Regions from separate parts of the Zea mays genome. Here region 1 is linked to region 2. Evidence: chromatin contacts called from public Hi-C data. All regions are on one chromosome and are shown on one strand. Each heading gives the region's core, a stretch centred on a gene start, on an enhancer-like site or on the middle of the called end of the contact. The rest is flanking DNA. Distances are from core to core; before and after follow the strand shown.

Evidence for each region. A called contact is a pair of places that touch in the nucleus more often than the background predicts.
Region 1: a contact with region 2 is called in a Hi-C map of bundle sheath, with 3 times the contacts expected there. The contact joins the promoter of LOC103652819 here to the promoter of LOC103652818 in region 2. A contact is called at or near these places in 9 of 25 Hi-C or Micro-C datasets (bundle sheath, ear, leaf and 3 more).

The regions. Positions count from the first base shown.
Region 1 is chr4:11,267,642-11,270,341 of Zm-B73-REFERENCE-NAM-5.0, reverse strand. It overlaps LOC103652819 (leucine-rich repeat receptor-like serine/threonine-protein kinase BAM1), which reads right to left and starts at 1,372. Exons shown (of 2, transcript XM_008679799.4): 1 at 1-1,372. The coding sequence starts at 838.
Region 2 is chr4:11,083,274-11,085,973 of Zm-B73-REFERENCE-NAM-5.0, reverse strand. It overlaps LOC103652818 (receptor-like protein kinase HSL1), which reads left to right and starts at 1,273. Exons shown (of 3, transcript NM_001301596.1): 1 at 1,273-1,650.

The DNA.
Region 1 (2,700 bases), core at 123-2,622, 180 kb before region 2:
CAGAGAGCTGGTTGGTGTGGAGGAAGAGCGTGCCGAGGGAGGCGAGCGCGCCGAGCTCCGCCGGGACGCGCCCCGTGAGGCCGCAGTTGGAGGCGTCCAGCACGGTGAGGCTGCGCAGCCGGCCGAGCGCCGGCGGGATGCCGCCGTCGAACACGTTGTAGTAGCCGAGGTAGAGCTCCCGGAGGGTGGTGAGGTTGCCGAGCTCCGGCGGGATGCGCCCCTGCAGGTTGTTGCCGTTGAGGGACAGGTACTCCACCGCGGGCATCGCGCCGTACGCCGCGGGGATCTCGCCGGTGAAGTAGTTGCCGCCGAGGTCCAGGTACCGGAGCCTCGGGAGCGCGGCGACGCCGAGCGGGAGCGGGGCCGAGAAGTTGTTGTCGTAGGCGTCCAGCACCTCGAGGCCGGGCAGCGACGCGAAGTCCCAGCCGTCGTCGAGGCCGCCGCCCAGCTGGTTCCCGGACACGTTGACGTGGCGCAGCGCCGGGAGCGCCGACGCGGCGACGGCGCCCACGATGCCGTTCCCGGCCAGCGAGATGGTCTCGAGCGCGCCGAGCCCCGTCACCCGGGCCGACACGGGCGTGCCGTCCGACACGTTCATGTTGGCGATGTCGACGGCGACCACGCGCCCGGCCGCGCAGCGGACGCCCGCCCACGCGCACACGGACCCGGCATTGGCCACCGACCACGACCGCAGCGCGCCCGGGCGGCAGCTGAGCGCGGCCTTGAGGGCCAGCAGCGCCATCGCGTCGCCGCGCAGGTCGCCGTTCCCATTGGCGTTGGTGGACAGGAGCGCGAAATGCAGGAGCACGAGCAGGAGCAGAGGTGGCGAAGGCCTCATCGGGGGGTGCCTCCAATGTTTCTTTCTTTTTTCTTTCTCCGGGCGCTTGTGAATTGCGGCGGGAGGCTAGTTAGAGGAGTTGAGCTGTCGGCATTGGCGTCGGCGTTGGAGGTTGTTTAGCAAGCAAGCTGGCGAGAGTGAGTGAGAGGAGGAGTAAAGGCATGCGAGAATCTTGAGAAGCTTCACAAGAAGATGGAGTGGAGGCTTGAGAGTGAAGCTGGGAGGTGGAAGATGATAGTGTCAGGAGAGCAATCTAGGGGAATATGTTCGTTCGCTCGCTCGCTGTGGCAACTGCAAGGCAGGGGAGGGGGGGTTGGCTTTTGAGATATATATGGCGTCTGGATGAAGGGTGTCTAGTAGACTACAGAGCAACGTACTACTCTGATCTATCTAGCTAGTGCGTCGCTCTGCTGCTCTGGTTCAATGGTGCTAGTGGTGATCCTCTTGCTCGCTATCTCATCTCCTTTTGCTTTTTCTTTGGGAGGAGACGGAAGCAGCCATGGCAAAGGTGGCAAGTGGCTTGCACTGTGGTAGGGAGTTTCTAGCTTTGAATTCTCCAAGGACATGCATGGTCCCTTCGGCAGGGGGTTGTATTCTGGTTCGTTCAAATCTTTGTGCCATTGGTTTGGAGGGTATTTGGAGGAAAGGCTTTGTTTGAATTATGATGGCATCGTCGCCCGACACGAAAAGAGGAATGCACTCCGGTCTCCATGGCATCAACGTACGTGAGCCGGCCCTATGAGTTTCGGTAATGATTATGGCGCAAACAAAAGAAATGGATCGGGGAGATCTGCACTCCTGGGTTTGTCGCATTGCTACGAGCCTACGAGTTACGCGGCCCGCCGCAGTCACGATGAAACCTTAGCCATGGCACGCACGAATCAAACATCATCTGCGTCCTAAGACACGAGTAAGATGATGGAAGCACCCTATTTTGCATTACCTCACTTCCACCACGTGAAGTTCCACAAAACAAATCAAAAATTTGCAACTTAACTCTTTAATAATTTGTTTTTTTCTATATATATGGACTAACAGATGATAGATCGATGTGAGGGTTGTAAAAGTGTTTCTTTGCATTCCGGATGCAAAGAATTTTTTTTTGGAGGGAAAGAGAGAATGAACTGGGAAAACAAAGAAGAACCAATAAGTAACTTGTGTAAAATTAGTTAGTTGCTCATGTGTCGCTACGATTTTTATATATATCGTATATAATTTTGTTTTGTATAATATAAACTAACATCAGTTGTACTTGTTAGATACGAGTGCTCTCTTTCTAGATACGAGTGCTCTCTTTCTAGAGACCACGATAGATGTGTTAGATACGAGTTGTACTTATTCGAATCCCGATAGATGTGTTTTTTTTATTTCGCTAGCGCATGGGAACACTTTATATTAGTAGAGATGATAGAGGTGGGTAATTTTTATTAATTTTAACAAACTTTATTTAGTGGAGAACTCATCACTAAAATGTTGAATATGTTTATTCGAATCTAGATTTTCGTGCGTCTAAATTACTTGGCTAATTTTTCATGAAGTAAATCTGTTTTTTTGTTGGATCTAGAGCTGCTGTAGTGTGCAAACAGACTCTTAGATTGGTTACTCATGAGGTGAAGCAACAAATCTAAACCCAAAACTAAAAAAAATAATACTCTATCCTTAGCTCACAGAGAAAGAGAGATGCTAAAGTTCAGTGATCTGAATGGGCAGGAAGGTAAGCAAAGGAAAGGACAGGTTCCTCCATATCACCCTGCCATCCCCCCCATAGCCACGACGAAGTGGGAGGCAGGTGCAACTGCAGCCCGATGCCATGGCAAGACGATGCGAGCGCGGCCGGCCGGCTAAAAAGCGGCGTTCAAAGG
Region 2 (2,700 bases), core at 24-2,523:
TTTTCACGGGTTTCACCTAGAGATTAGCGGATAGGAAGGTCGTGACGTTTCATGGCAATGCCTCCAAGAAAGGGAAACTACACCCAAAGGTGTTACCGTCGCTAAGACTGGTAGGGTCATCGATAAAGCTTTGTACTAGAAACTCCACTTCACCCTCACCTATCCACATAGGAATAGTAAGATAAATAATTAAACAGTCAAGAAAGTAGCTTTTAAGTATAAGCAAGAAAATATGAGATTAAGGAGAAGAATATTAGGTTGGCTTTATCTAGTTAGGTCAAAGGACCGAACTAGACTCTATCTCTAGCATCTTTATGGGTGGCATAATAACCTTATGGTTGCACCCCTATCACACCGCGTATAAAAAAATAGTGAGAGACCAGCACACGATCCAATGTTCATTGTTGCAGCTTCCCTCCCATACATTGTTCGTGAGATCCGATCTATCTCATGTACGGTCATCGAAGAAACAAAAATGGTCATCGCCTGCACCCTGCCTCGTCGTCATTGTGTGGAGGTGCTCTAATGGCATCATCGTTCAACCCTATATGCTACTAGTTCTAAAACTTGCAGTAGAAAGTTGGTGTACAAGGTCCAAATTGCCCACCTAGCCACAAACTGCCGTCCGCGCTAGTCATTTAGGGCATGTTTGGTTCGCTGTCTAATTTGCCACATTTTACCACACTTTTGTGTCTAAGATTAGTTTTTCAATTCGAACGACTAATCTCAAACAACAAAGTGTGGTATAGTTAGCCACAAACCAAACAACTCCTTAGTCAATCAACCACTTGAGCGGCACGAGTGCTCTCAGGAAGCATGCAGGCATACCTCGGCCGCCAATGGAACTGAGGGTATACTGTTAGCAGGCATGGGGCACATGCCAAACACCCACAAGGCAGCTAGAAGCCTGGGCTAATCATGCCAAACACCACAAGGCAGTCTGCACCTCAGTTACGGTACAGAGGATCCTGTGGGTCCTCCGTCCCACTGCCAACCCAATCGAAGCCACCAGCGCGGGCAGATGCCACGGCTGAAACGGCAGTCCCGCAAGCAACAGCATCGTCTCGTCTCGTCTCCTGCATTGCATTGCATTGCAGTCCCTTTTGTCCCGCCACCGGCCACCAATTTGATACAGCCTCTTGCCTCTCTCTCTCTCTCTCTCTCTCTCTCTCTCTCTCTCTCTCTCTCTCTCTCTCTCTCTCTCTCTCTCTCTCTCTCTATCTATCTATCTATCTATCTCTCTCTCTATCTCTCTATCTATCTATCTATCTCCATGGCCATGTCTCCGTGTACATATCTCCGTTCCGGTGCACATCCCGCCACCGCCGGACCCGTATACCATCGCTGAATCTTAGCCTCCCACACGAGAGTTAAACACGCAGACAGCTCCTCGTCGATCCCCTGTCAGTTAACCATACCCACGAGCTAAGCCCACACTAAGCTAGCCTTATTAGCCCTGCAATCGCTGCATCCTCTGCTGCTCATATCTATTCGCAAAACCAGCAGCTATTCTTCTCCCTACAACTCTTCCTCGCTCGCTCAATTGGCCGCTCTTCTTCTCCATGCTGCCGCTTGTGGTGCGCGCGATATCGTCCCTCGTTGACGTCGAACTAGGAGGGCTGATCAAGAGCTAGGGAGGGAGGGAGGAAGGTATATAAACCCTCTGTAACTAAGCTCTACTCTTTCTCCGGCCCACTCTATTCTGGTTGATGGCTTTGCATCTTATTAAGGCTTTCGGTTAGCTCTCAATCCACGTGGATTCAGTGAAATTGGTTGGGTTTAAATCTTAAGCAAGTTAAACTTCTTAATTTTTTCCAATCTTATTCAATATATGTATATTGTAAATAACCGAACAAGACCTTGGCAATAGGTTCTGTTGATGCTATTGTCCATATATACATACCAGTGTCTGGTTCCATGGATTGCCTTTCTATCTGGTAGCTTCTACGGTTCTACCTACCTAGTTCTTGCAAGAGATGCTAGCCGATGCGCTTCCTATCCCGCTCTTCGTCGATCGCCACTAGCTAGTGTAGTATTCATTTGTAGTACTATTTCACTTGTGTGTGTTTTGTTTTTTGTTTTGTGAGAGTTGTGTATGCCCTGTGGAAGCTTCCGTTCCAATCATTTCTGGATACACTAGAATAGCTTGGTCTTCCTTTGCACCCACAGGCCACAGTCCAGCGTGTGCGTCTCCCAGCCAGTAGTCCTTTTGCTCCTGCACAAGCAAGCATGTTTCCCTTGTCGGCATGTTGAATACTTGCAACCTCGAATCAAGGAAGCGCCAGGTCTCCTCTGCCATACATATTTTTTTCCCATTTTACTTGGTAAATTGAATTTCTATATATTTCCTTTGTGGGCTTTTAAACTTGAGTGAAGTAATCTGAATTGGAGAAAAAAATATATATACATCTTTCCTCTTTTCAGAGAAAAAAAAGAAGATGAACAAGTATACATGATCGTTGATGAAGGCAATAGCTAATGTTTCTGTACCTAAAACTAATATGAGCTATTTATGGAACCATGTCATCAACAAAGAAATGCCTCAGTAAGAAGGAGGCGAAACCTTTTTTTTCCCTTCTAATTATATGTTAATTAAGACGCAGAGAAACTTGTTTGGTACTGTGTGGTCGCATGATACGAACTGATGATTTGATGACTCCACATGATTTTCTGGGATCTGCCGTTCTAACAGTCCAATAT